Regions from separate parts of the Rattus norvegicus genome. Here region 2 is linked to region 1. The links are chromatin contacts, called in public Hi-C maps. All regions are on one chromosome and are shown on one strand. Each heading gives the region's core, a stretch centred on a gene start, on an enhancer-like site or on the middle of the called end of the contact. The rest is flanking DNA. Distances are from core to core; before and after follow the strand shown.

Region 1 (6,893 bases), core at 1,691-4,190:
AGCACATGTGATGCTTTTCATGAAAAGAAAAGCTGGACACCCACTGTGTTCCGTGTCTGAGAAGGCTCTGCGAGTCTCACAAGCCTAAATTCCACCAGAGAATAGGGCTCCACTCTCCTCGTCACCTCCTGGTAACTGGGCGACATCACAATGCAATAGACGAGTCTCTGTGAACATTCCCTGCCTGATTGGTTTTCACCCAGAGAAATTTGCTGTGTCTGAAACTTATGATGACAGCGCAGCCACAAATCCACTTACAATTTTGTTGTCCTTGTTTGAAATGTCTGCAGATCCTGGCCAACTTGGAGCAAGGCTTAGCTGAAGACGGTGGTCTGAGCAGTGTCACCCAGGAAAGCAGGCAAGGTGAGCATTGCCCTTCTGATAGCTGAACACTGATCACTCAGGTTTGCAAGGCTCAGCAGTACAATTGGTTCCCACTCTTACCCAACAGTGAATGATCCCTTCCCCCGTTTCCCAGGTAGCATCTACTCTGGGTAGACGAGAGGAAGAACGAGGGGTTTTACCCAATGATGAGAAATACAAACAGGCTGAGGATGGCCCAGCCCAGCTCCTTGGTGCACTGGGACTTTCCATTTGGCTGGGCAGATCTGCATAACAGGAGGGGAAGGGAGCCACAGTGTGAACTGTCAGTGGCTGAACATCCCGATCTGTCATGCTACCTTGACTGGCAGTCAGTCACCTGTGGACACATGGTGGACTGTAGGGGCAGATCAGCCGCTAAGAGGATTCCGTTTGCTGTAATGAAGTACCCAGCTCTGGTTAATTTATAAAGGAGAGAGTCGTACCTGGCTTACGGTTCTGGAGTCTGGGATGCCCATGAGATGGTGCTGGCATGTGGCGAGGTCTTCTGCATTGTAACAGGAAGTAGGCAGCACACGATGAGACAAGGAAGTGTCTTCTTAGCTCCGTTATAAAACCAGTGAGGCCAGGCATGGTGCCACACATTTTTAATCCCAGCACTTGAGAGACTGAGGTAGGCAGATTTCTGTAAGTTTAAGGCCAGCCTGGTCTACAAAGCAGGGCTACACAGACAAACCCTATCTCCAGAAACAACAACAATAGTAGTAATAGTGATAATTAATACATAAATAAACCATCAACATGTGGCTTTAAGGATTATGTCCCCAGTACATTTCTACCATAGCAGTTATTCTGGCTACAGTATGCTGAATACCCCAGCAAGGAGCCAGCCAGTCCCTTTCAGTTTATGATTCCCTGGGTGTGAAGGGTCAGGTGTGTATGTGTGCTGCGTACCAGGTAATTGATATGTAATGTATGCATGTGTGGCATGGGTGTGTGTGTGTGTGTGTGTGCATGTGTGCATGCATGTGTGTGCATTTACGTGAGTATGTCCTGCTGATAACTAGACTCTGAGACTTATCTGTTTGCCCGAGTTGATGCAGGCAGTGCACCTCAGCTCTTACTCCTGATGATCCCAAGAACGATCAGTCAGCCCTCCCCTCACATCAAATGTCTATGAAGGGATCATTCCAAGCACAGTGAGTTCACATAGAGCCAGTTTGAGAACCAAAGAAGAGATGGTCAGAGAAGGTTCTGAACCAGGAGATGGTTGGTATCAGACCTGAGCAGAGAGGTGCACTGTTTGTCTGCTGCATCCATAATTGTGGCTACCAGACATATCCTGTCTTCGAGTGGGAGTGCTTCTATCCTTCTATCCATGGAGCATTTTTGTGGCCACTACCGGTGTCCACCCTCAGTAAAGCCTGTGAGAAAGGCAGACCAGTGTTGTTCCTATCTGAAACTAAAGGCCTAGGAAAGTGGTCCGTTCCAGGCTGCAGAGACAAAACTGCCACTAAACCCAGCTTCCATGCAGCTGCTGGACACAGGCGGGCTGTGTGCATGGGTCAGCCTCGACCCTGGGCAGCAGACGTGCTGTGTCTGCATCAGACATGCTCACAGGAGTAGGGTTGTGGGCTCCCGATTATTGCTTGGCCTCTGTCTAAGCTGGGCTGTATTTCCTGCTGCGTCTGTGCAGATGGTCTCTTATGGGAGCCCACTCTGGGCATCCCACTGAGAACACTGTCTCCTGTGTCCAGTGAAGCATAGGGTGAGACCTGGTGAGGATAGACTGGGAGGCGGGGGCTTCGTTCCAGCACATGGGGTGCGGCAGTTGCCAGCTCGCTCGCAGGAGCACAGTTGCTTGTGCACACTCACACCTCTCTCTCCTGCAGCCTCTGTTCAGCTGTGGAGGTCTCGTCTGGGCCGAGTGCTGTACTCCATGGCAAACTGTCTGCTCCTGATGAAGGTATGTGGGCGGCTGAGCTGTAGTGCACCTTGTTCTAGCAGACAGTGTCAGCTGGAGGCTGCAAGAGGTGCTGTGTGTTCCGACAGGCCTGACAAGGAAGTGAGCCGTGGGCCCCGGCAGTGTTCATCATGGCCTAGATTGCTCAGTAGAGTTAACTCTCACTTGGGGGCCTAACTTGTCACTTTAAAATTTCCACAGAAAACAGTTTATATTACTGAATTTAATTGCACGGGCCTAGGTCTAAATGTTCTAATTAAAACTGCTCATTCCACCACCACCACCACCCCCCCCCCCCGTTTTCCTCTGAACTCCATCCAGAAAAGTGTCCTTTGTTCTGCCTGTTTTAGTGTGAGGGTCATTTTTTTTAAATGATTGATGGTTTTGACATCTGACGGCAGGCTTTCCCACCAGACCCACTTGTGAGAAGCTCTCTCTGAGCTTTGCACCTGAGGAGCCAGTGTGAATCAGGGAGCCCAGCCGGGCTGTCAGTCACTGTATTTCCAGTCTATTCTCCACCCAGGCCCTGCCAGCGCAGGCAGCCGTGTCTTCAGGCTTCTCTCTCATTTTGAATACGTCCCATGCCTGGCTTGCCTCCCGCCCTGGGCACGGGGGGCCTGCCACAGAGCTGGCGGCCTTGCTGCCAGCTGCAGGCACTGAAGCCGCCACAGAATCTGTCAGCAGCAGACGCCCAGAGCAGTGCCTTTAACACCTTCCGAGCTGTGGTGAGACAGCTCATCACTCCTCCCACAGCCAAGGTCATCCTGCTCTGACTGAGCGTCCGCCAGCGGGCAGCTTACCAAGTGGAAAGACGTACCCCTCGCTTTAGCCCGACTGGCAGCCCTCCATGCGGCCATCTCCTTGCATTTGGCAGGAAAGTGTGTGGCCACAGCCCAGCCATAGGACAGTGTGCATCCTCTGCACCTCTGCAGACGTGTGATGTGTGACATTGGGTGTAGACAGGCTCATCTGGTAGGTGACCTTGACACAGGAAGAACAGGTTTCCTAGCATCTCTCCCAGCCATCGTCCTCATAGCTCTTTCCCACTTCTGAACACATTACAGATTTTGTAGTTCTGTGCCTGAGACATTTGCACATGGTCTGTTGCCTGCAGGGCCACTTTGTTCTGGTCTCTTCTCTCCGCTGCCTCCCTGGTGACATCATTGCAGAGCCTGCCCCACCTCCCCGTGTGCTGCCGCCCTCAGCCAAGAGGGGCCTGCTTCTTTCTGTCCCACTGCCCCCTGTACAGGCCTGCCTCTCAGCACTGCTGTGGCCAGTGGCAACCTTAGAAAACACAGTGAGCATCCAGTGTCTCCTGGGCGTCTCTGAGTCTTGGTTGCCAAGCCTGCTTAGGCTTACAGCACTGGTGGTACCCAACCACAAGCTGAAGCTCCTCAGGGAGGAAGTCACTGCTCTGCTGCAGGGCACTCAGCTTGCATTTCTGAGATGCTGTGTTAGAAAGTAGTGTAATAAAAATGCGTTTCTTTGTTTTACTGCAGTAGTGATACCATCAGTAGTGTAGGCACAGGCAGGCACCAAACGTCTGCCTGTGGCATCCTGTCACCCAAGACTCAGTACGGGACAGATTATCATGTCTCAAAAATACTTCCACAGTGGATGTAATTTAAATTAAAAGTTTGGTTTAATCTTGATTTTTCATGAGTTAAAGGGGTGAAAGAAATGTTCTGAGTGAAGTGGATGCGAGCACATGCGTTCTGCTGCCATCTAGTGGACATAACCAGTATTACCACAGTAGCTGGGCTGCATAGCGGGGCCTGTGCTAGCTAACAATGACCTAATTAATCAGTCTTTTAATGATAAGAAATCTGCTCATGTGTTCCAGTTCTGAGTGTCCCACAATATATTTCCAGGAATACTCACTTGCAAGACAAAGCCCTCTGTTCTTGCATGTGATATCCTTGGGTCTCACAGGAGCCTTAAGATACCTGTGCCACTAGAGTGAACCAGGACACTCTTCAGCTTCACATCCCCTTACCTCCCACACAACATTCTGACTGCTGTGGCTTCTGTTCTGCCACACACAGGGTGCCTCCTGTTTGCTTAGGTCACACCTCATAAAGCCTTTGTTGGCAACAAAGCAGCCATTAATGTGATTTAGCAGTCACTCAGCCAATGAAGTTTTTAGGTACAAGTCAGGCAAGGATGAATCTTACCCACATATGAGTGTCTGTATTTCTATTCAAGGGCAGGTGGGTGTAGTCAGAAGAGTAGAGTGGGTACTCCCCAAGAAGCTGTTGTCAGCTGCCGTCCAGGTTCCCAGAATGAATGATTTCACTGAATAGTAACCAACTAGAAGTCCTCAGCAGCCCTAAATACGCCTTCTAACAAGCTCGCCCCGACCTCTCAGGCTTGTTGATAAATGCTAGCACTGTTGCTGCTGGCACCTACGTGACAATCCCTTCTCTGCTGCTGCTTTCTCTGATCAGTCTGAACCCTATGGATCTAACCTGCCTCCTAGGAGAGCTGTAAAATCCTATCAAAGCTGGGCATGGTGGTACCCACCTTTAATCCCAATATGGGAGACCGAAGCAGATGGATCTCTTGGAGTTCAAGACCAACTGAGTCTGTATAATTATAGTTAATACAGAACCATACAGTAAGACTCAGTCTCAAAAAAAAATTATATGTAATGGGTATATTTATGGCCTGTTTCTTTTCTGTTGGGCTATCCTCAGTAGCAAGTACCCCTGACCCTGGGCAAGTTTGAAAGGCAAGAGTGCCAATCAAAAAGCCTAGGATCCTAGCAGGCTTCTACTGAGGCATACCGGCCCCCATGCTCCTACCCTGGCTCTGTCCACAGCTGTCTGTCAGAAGCATCGTGAGCAGAACGGAGCCCAGGTCAAGATGGCCTGTACTCAGGTACAGCACTGGGGCTGGCAGTCTGCCCTTTGCTCACTGAAGTCAAATGTAAGGGTACATACCAGGTTAGAGGGGATACCAGGATGGATCTTAGGGGCCATGACCTTTTGGAGGGAAGTAAGACTGGCTGCTGCTCCTCTGTGCAGCGACCTTGACCCCAGGACAGTGGTCTGAGAGCAGGTCCACAAGCTGCACAGGGATGCTGCGTCCTCTCAGCCATGCCCCTGGCTTCCCAAAGGCAGAGGAGCTGTCAAAAGCCTTCTCTTCTGACGCCTCACAGTACATGCACAACATACACACGTGCACCTGCACACACTCACACGTGCACCTGCTGGCACAATGAGAAATAAGGCAGGCTGGCCTTGGGCAGCAGTGACAGGCAGCAAAACGTGGTGGGAGAGGAAATCAAGGCATGTGTGGTCTGGCTCCTTGTGAGCATCAGGCCTTGAATAAAATTAGTTTTAACGAGCTGCACTTGAAGGTACCAGACTGGAGAGTCTTCATTTTTTTTCCCCTGCCAAACTGGAATTTTACTTGTCGTCTGTCTTTATAACCTCCCAATTAGCAAGCTCAGTAGCTGTAGTCCCAGTTTGGAGGAAACTGAAAGTTTAGCAGAGAGAAATGAAATACCTTCCAGAATTTTATGGTTAGGAGGAAATCAGCAGTGCTGGCCCTGGACTGGTCACCATGTGCTGTAACTGAGAAGTAACAAGTCTTGGCCTGGCTCTTGCCACAAAGCTTGCTCAGCTACTCACTACAGAGGGTGTAGGAGGAGCTCACCTCTGAACCCTGTGACAGGCAGTACACATCTCACTGATACCAACTCCCATGCCTTTTTATACTATGGACCACAAATGGGAAATGGACACTAGGTGGGGAGTAGACAGAATGCCTCGAGGAGGGGCTGCAGGCAGGGGTGGTGCAAGGCTACCACTAGGAAGGTGCACAGAGCTGGTCACTGAAGACAGCTCTGCAGGATGTGGACACCAAGCCCACAGCACCTTCAGCACCTCTGTACACTTGTCTCTGTAGAGCAGAGTAACCGTGTGACATTATAGGATGCGGTGACATCCTATGCCTTCACTGTCATAGCAAAGTTGATTGGTGGGTTATTTCAATACAGGTATTTCACCTCGATATGGGGCACAGAAAAATGTTTGAGATGCTTTCAAAGTGTGGCTTATGTGTTTGGATGATGAGATGGTACAGAACTACAAGTCCTTACAACAACTCTGCCAGAAAAGAGGGAGGCAGGCACCAAATGTGGGGACCTCTGGTTTCTGCTTAGGAAGCAGAAGCAAAAAGCAGCCTTCAGGCCTGAATCTATGTCCAGAGGCCTGTGCTAACAAAAGGATATATGTCACAGAAGTTGGAGTCTTCAGTCCCACCACGGTTGGTGGGAGGTCCTACACTGGTCTGTTGCCTCCACCACTCTGTGTGTATCCTTGGTCCATAATGCACTGCGAACAGCTGCATAGCTTCTCCAGCTCACTGCATGCTTTTGTTCTCTTACCACAGGACTATGTGCTGGCTGTAAACGCTTACCTCACAGTAATCAAGTACTACCCGGAGCAGGAGCCACAGCTGCTGAGTGGAATTGGCCGCATTCTCCTCCAGGTACTGGCCACACTGCGTAGAGACCAACAGCTGAGTGCAGCAGCTGCAACCCAGCAAGGTTGCCTGGGAATTCTGTCCCTCAGAACTCATACAAATGGGCAGTAGTAAGGAA
Region 2 (6,893 bases), core at 3,072-5,571, 55 kb before region 1:
CCACCCCGACTTCCCTTCATAATGCACCCATGAGATGAAATTAAGCCTGTCCTCCCCATGTCCCCTTTGGTTGTGGTGTTTATCACAGCAATAGAAAAGTACGCTAAGCTGGGTGGTGGTGGCGGCGTGTGCCTTTAATCCCAGCACTTAGGGGACAGAGGCAGGTGTTTCTCTGAGTTTAAGGCTGCCTGGTCTACAGAGGTGAGTTCCAGAACAGCCAGGACTACACAGAGAAACCCTGTCATAGGTTGGGGGAAGATGGCGGAGAAGGGAGGACAACAGCCTAGCTAAAACATTTGTCAACTGAATAGTGACTAGATCCACCAGGAAAACATGTCACGAAAACTTATCTCAAAAGAAAGAAGGCCTGGAGAGATGGCTCGGGGGTGAAGAATACTTGTCGCACTTACAGAGAACCTAGGTTCAATTCCTAGCACCCAAATGGTAGCTCACAACCATCTGTGACTCCAGTTCCAAGGGATCCGAGGCGCCCTTCTGGCTTCTGTAAGCACATGTAGTGCACAGACATACAAGCAAGCAAAATCCACAGAAAATAAAAATAAATCTAAAAAAGAGAGAAAGAAAGAAAGAAAGAAAGAAAGAAAGAAAGAAAGAAAGAAAGAAAGAAAGAAAGGTAAGAAGCCTGAATAGCTACGACCAGGAACTATACTAAAACCATGATGACGTGAGAGTAGAAAGCCGGGAAAGTAGCACCATGCTGTTCCAGCTACTCCAAAGCCTGACACATGGGACCTCCCCCGCCTGATGAAGCCATCCTACCGAGACAATCACATGCTGACAAGAACAAGAAGCTTCTAGAGAAGTGTCAATAAGTAAGCTGGATCGAGCACGGGAATCCCTTCCCAGTGTTCAGGGATTACCCAAAATCTAGAAAACTGTTCCTGTAAGTAGCCATAAAGATGGAAAAACAATGTGCTGAAAGCCAGCTCAGCAGCTAGGAGGGCTTGCTGCTCATGGAGAGGATCCAGCACCCACATCTGGTGGCTCACGGCCATCTGTAACTCCAATTCTAGGGAACCAAAAGCCCTCTTCTCACCTTCCTGGGCACCAGGCACACATGTGGGGCACATGCATGCATCCAGGGAAAACGCTCATATGCACACAATAAAAATAAATCTTTAACAAAAAAAAAAAAACCTGAAAAGCATACATCTGTGGGAAGTCATAAGTACACGGGTTTCCTCAGGAAGCAGCAGGCTGATTCTGGCACAGACCCTGTAGCATTTTCTGAATCCTCCCAGCAGTGTTTCTGAAACTCCCACTGAGCTTTTCCCTGGCAAAAGATTGCTGCACCCTGACTTTGAGTGTCACTTCTTTGCGCAGATTTTAAGTCAACCTCCCCCTGTCCACTTCTGCCATTTTGCACTCATATATCAGGCATGCCTGAGCTTGGAGCCTATCTGTTGGTAGTACACAGAGCAATCTGAACACAGTTCATTGAACATGTGTGTGTGCTGTCTCAGTTAAGTCAGGCTTGCCTGCCCACTTTGAGCCTAGAGGTTTACACTGATTACTGGGGCTATACATCTCATTTATAAACCATCACAGTTCATGGACAGGCATCCTTGAGATAAACTGAAACATCTTCCAGTAACTTCCACTTGTACTTAGGTTTCAACAGGAACACTAAAAATTGACCCTGAACATATTCCACACATTTCTTCTCATTCTGTAAGTAAATACACTGATGTCCACATAGGATAAACACCCTCAACAGACTCAGTACATTATCTAGGCATATCCTCATTCTATTCTTTATTGTCTGACCTTAGCCTGACCCATAGGATCCCTCTATGCATCCATATTCTCATCCTTTAATCTGTAAAATGGATATATAGAATCATCTGCATAGAGCTGACTTTCTCCTCCCATCAGAAGTCAAGGGCAACACCACAAAGTAATCATTACAAATCTGTGTTCAAAAACACACAATATTCAAGGATTTTATTTTTATGGAAGGATCACAAAAGAAAGGAGTGGGGGCAATGAGGCTACACTGGATTTGATCCCATCTAGATGTCAGATGTAATTCCCAGGACAACAAAGAAAATGATCGGAATAGACAAGAGTCAAAGGCAGGGAGTGTAGATTAGGCATCCTGATTCTTAGCACGGGAGCTCTGGGTACACAGAAAGGCGCTAAGAATAGCAGAAATCTCTACGAATTCTTAGCAAATCATGGTTTAGGTCTGAAGAACTCCCTTGGGAGATGGAAACCCCCATCCCACTATTGACCCGAATCTGTAAAGAGTTTAATAGCTATTGAAATAAAAAATTCATAAGGAAAAAACGCAAGTATATTCCCAACCTGAGTGAACAAAATGCTTCATAACACCCAGCCAGACAGCACTCCCCTCCCCCGAGGTCCCTCTTTGACGCTCTTGTTTTGAGCAGTATCCAACACACACCTCAATGCTCAATAATTGCTACTCAAGGCCCCAGAAGTACGAGTGTAATGAAGTTACCTGAGGAGCCGAGTGTTCACCCTCTGCCATCCATGCCAGCCCTGTGCCTCACTCGGCTACACTCCCCGCACATACTCTCTCCCCAAATCCCGGCCTTGAAGCCCAGAATCCTTGGAACCAGACTTGAGTGAGCGCGCTCGCTGGTGAGGGCCAGGCTCTGCCGGCGCCGACCCTCAAACTCCGCCATGCTCACCTGAAATTCCAGCCCGTAGATCACCGGGGCGTCGTCTTCCATGATACTCTGCCTGCCGAACTACTCAAGCCTTAGAGCCCGAGTCCCGCCTCACCAGGGATCGGCCAGAACCCATTCATTCCCGGCCTAAAAATGGACTACGAGCCCGAGACCGGCTCCCTGACGGCTCACTTCCTGTTTTCTTTGCCACGTCATCAATACTCTCCTCCCCGGTGGCCAATAGCAGCTGTGCCTCTGTTCTGCGCATGCTCATTTGGGGCTCTCATGAGGGCCTGCTGCTCCTTGAGGTCCTGGGTTGGAGGGCGGGGCCAGGAACAAATGCTGCGGGGCTGTATGGCCATCAGGGCAGCGCTCTTAAGCTGTAAGATGCTCCCTGGTTCTCAGATCCTGAGCTCTAAGGAGAGCAGTTAAATTGGCATTTTGGTTGGCAGTGCTTTACTCCTAAACCGTGGTCCTGGGCACCAGGGCACTGCCCAACCTACTGCCAGGACCTTTGATTCAGCCTCAGAAGCAAGCTCTTGCAAGTCCATTTAAAGATAAGCAGCTGCAAGCTTGAGTCAAGACGATAGTGATGATGTAGGTGAGCAGGGAGGTACAGCGAGCGGTGTGCACGTCGTCACACGACTACCCAGTTGTGCACAGCGACACAGCTAAGCTCACAATCTACACTATCCAGAGCATTCCGAGATGGAAAGCTGTATGTCCTGGCATGGAAAACACTGCAAGATTAGAATGAACATAGGAAATTAACTGGCCTGGTTCTATGAAGTTCTGAGTCTTATGCACGCGTTTCTTCTGTGTCTGTGACTGTTGCCAGTATCTCTTGACAGCGTGACAGCAGTTTCTGTGATGCTACCATTAGCCCCAATAGTAGTCACCCACTGCCAACCCGTGTCTCACATTGACTTTCTGATAAAACCTCTCTCCACTAGTTCCTACCAATCCCAAAACTATAAAAGTTATGAGATAGCACCTGAGGCCTACAGCAGAGTGGTCCCTGCTGTGTGGTAACCCACCTACCCACTGCTTCCAAAGTGTGCTTGGCAAGTGTACGGGTTTTTGTTGTTGTTGTTGTTGTTGTTGTTGTTGTTGTTGTAAAACGTCATCAAGTTGTTATCGTGTTGGGCATAATTTAAGGTTTGGAACCTGAATCAATGTTCCCAAACTATAGTCACTCAACATTGGCTCCAGAATAAATTCTTCTCCCCTTTGAGATGAGAGCTGTCTTTTTACATTGTCAGGAGAAAAAAAAAGTGACACAAAAAAAAAAAAATCAAGAAAGCAAGGTCCTTGAGCTGAGAACAGTTCTCAAACACGAGTTTAGCAAGCAAGGCTGACTTTTGACACTCCTTACTCCTCCCCACTTTACAGATGTTAGCACACATTGCCATAGACACAAGGTAGGAAATGTGGAGAATCAGCAAGCACAAAGACAAAGTTCTAGGAAAAAGCATTCTTGGTGGGTGACAGGCCCAAGGACAGATGACTTTCTTTAATCTCAGGACCATCCTCTACACAATTTGGTCCTAGGCCCCGCCCACAGCTCTTGGGCCGGAAATGCACCCGGTTTCCTTTGGAGAGCTAGCAGCTCCCGCACTGAGCATGTGCGGAAGTCGGGTCTCAGTGGCTAGAATACGCAGGCGCACAAGTGCGGGACCTTGGATCTTGAGTTTATTTCCCGTCTTCCGTCAGCTCTTCGGACCCTTTTCGCCTGTGGGTGAACGGACCTCAGGGGCGGGTGGCAGGTGAGGAGCGGGTCGCAGTGAGGAGGGTCGCCGGGACCCTCGATCTTCCCACGGAGGGCGGCGTCCTCGCATAATCACCGCTCTCGGCCACGTAGAGCAGCCCCAGCAGGGGTTGATTTCTTTGGGCTTTAGCCAATTCTGAATGCTCCCTGTGGTTTTGGACAAGGCACACACCCTCCTGGCCTAGGTTTTATGTGTACAAAGTGCGGGGTCGTGAGCATGCTTAGTAGGTCCCCGCGTTATATCACCAGTTCCCATGCTATGTTTTTGTATTGCCCCAACTTTTGCTCCTGCTGTCCTCGGTCTGTCATGTCCCCACAATTAAGCACTGCAGTAAGCCAAAGTCGGGAGAAGAGATAGAGGATGGGTTGCCTTAGAGAATGAGTAGTGTTGTGTGGGCAAAGTGATTCAATCCTGTAAACCCTTCGTTCAGGAGATTGCAATGGGAAAGATTTTAAGTCTGGACTAAATAGGGAGATACCCCTACTCCTCAAAAGAAAAAAGAATAAAGTCTAAAAACTAAAACAAGAGTTGACAGGATGTCTCGGTGTCTGCCACCAGTGCTGATAGCCTGAGTTGGCACAGGGCCCACATGATGGGAGAAGAGGATTGCTTCCAGGTGATTGTCTTCTGACCATAAATACACAAATGAATAAATACAGTAAGACAAGGCGTTGGTGCTGAGCCTGTCAGCATTTGGGAGGTAGAGGCAGGAAGTTCAGGAACAAATTTAAGGCCAGTTTAGGTTACCTAAGACCTTGCTGTATAGAAACAAATTCTCACACATATTAAAAGGCTAAGTAAATGCAAAAAAAAAAAAAGTATCAGCCAGTGTGTAGTGAAATTGGAGTGCGCATACTGCTGTTGCAGGAGCTGGGGAAACTGCAGTAGAAAAACTGCAGTTCCTTCTGAAAATAAAGAAGTGATTACTATTGACAGTGGTGGCTCACACCTTTGCTCTCAGCACTGAGGAGACAGAGGCAGACGGATCTCTGAGTTCGAGGCCAGCCTGGTCTACAGAGTGAGTTCCAGGTCAGGCAGGGGTACTCAGAGAAACACTGTCTTTAAAAGCAAACAATCAAAATGTGATGGCCATGATCTAGCGTGTTGGTCTCTGGCCATTGAAATAGTAATTTGCTGTACCAAAGAATTCAAGCCAGAGGCTCAAAAGTAAACCTACACATCCTGTTCACAAAAGCACTGGGCACAATTGCTAGAGGCTAGAAGAAGCCCAAGTATCCACTTAACAGGTAAATGCCACACGCCTGCAGTGCCTTTGCTATTCACCTGTCAGAGGGAAGGGAAGCCCGTTCATGCTGCAGCATGGGTGTTCTGCACAGTGAAGAATGAACTATGGTGGCTGTGCTTTCCAGTTCCGATGAGTGGGCATTTAGGAGGCAAAGAGAGAGAGAGCACACAGCAGACTGAAGCAACCTGTAGACAGCAAAAGCTCATCCAGTCAGGGCTCACAATAGCCAACAATAGAGACGACTACCGCAGCCTGATTGAAAGAGGGAGCAAAAGGCATCAAGTTGGTGCTCACAACATCCCCCATGAGTCTGCTGTCGGAGCAGTAGTCCTGCTGGAGTTCTGAGTGGAGGGTCCTGGGCAGAGCAGAGCAGTCTCCATGGATGAGCTTCATAGTCTGTTGCCAATGGTTACCTTCTAGCTGTTGTCAAGAGCTTGTTTTTACTGTCAAGATGTGTTGCTGTTCTCAGTACCCAGACAAGGGCCCTTAGAGGACAATATGAGATAGGCATGGTTGGGCCTGAAATGGGGGGAAGGAGAGGGGTAAATTCCAGCTTCACAGTAAGGGCAGACAGCACTTGCTCACTGCTACACTATATATCGCAGTGGACCAAGGGTGCCATGATGAATGCTTTATGATTCTACTTACTTGAGGTCCCTAGGAAAAATAAAAGATGGGAAACAGGATGGTGTTTGCCTGTGTGTGAGTTCAGGGGGTCATTAAATGGGTATAGAACTCTTCGTTTTGCAAGATGACCAAAATTCTGGAGATAAATTGGACAATAATGAGAATGTACTAAATGTTACTAAACTGAATGCTTAAAAATGGTGGCTAGTAAATTTTACGTGTATTTTATCCTAATTAAAAATAAGTAAACTAGAAAAACTTTTAATTTTGTGCCATTTACATGCAGAACTGTTAAACATTTGTTTCATTGAGGGACAAGATAAAAAGCACAGCCTATGTCTTGGAACTGCAGAGGTTGTGAGTTCAAGTCCACCCAGGTTACGTGAGAGCCTCTCTCAGAAAAGAAAAGCAAGTTACTTACCAAAACATGAAATAAACAGAGGTGTGAGTCACGACTATCTCTATTTTTAGACAACATGGAAACAGCTAAGGATGGTGAGCAGAGCCCAAGTGAGGCATCTCCTCCAACCCAGGCCGGTCCTGAAACCATCTCAGAGCCTGTGCCTCTGGAGGAGGAGGGTCAGCCGCTGTACC

The links. Hi-C and Micro-C count contacts between places; a contact is called where the count stands out from the background.
Region 2: a Hi-C map of frontal cortex shows a contact between it and region 1, with 1.6 times the contacts expected there. The contact joins the promoter of Trappc12 here to the enhancer-like site in region 1. A contact is called at or near these places in 2 of 12 Hi-C or Micro-C datasets (frontal cortex and prefrontal cortex).

Annotation. Positions count from the first base shown.
Region 1 is chr6:51,056,193-51,063,085 of GRCr8, reverse strand. It overlaps Trappc12 (trafficking protein particle complex subunit 12), which reads left to right. Exons shown (of 12, transcript NM_001398781.1): 7 at 291-363; 8 at 2,214-2,287; 9 at 6,683-6,781. Among named protein-coding and RNA genes, the nearest start is that of Adi1, 24 kb to the right of the region's middle. Within about 2 kb of position 2,940, at least 34 of the 93 cell types and tissues checked have an H3K27ac peak or open chromatin away from gene starts, as enhancers often do.
Region 2 is chr6:51,112,725-51,119,617 of GRCr8, reverse strand. Trappc12 (trafficking protein particle complex subunit 12) reads left to right here and starts at 4,321. Exons shown (of 12, transcript NM_001398781.1): 1 at 4,321-4,423; 2 at 6,771-6,893. The coding sequence starts at 6,776. It overlaps Eipr1 (EARP complex and GARP complex interacting protein 1), which reads right to left and starts at 2,791. Exons shown (of 9, transcript NM_001012192.1): 1 at 2,679-2,791. The coding sequence starts at 2,720.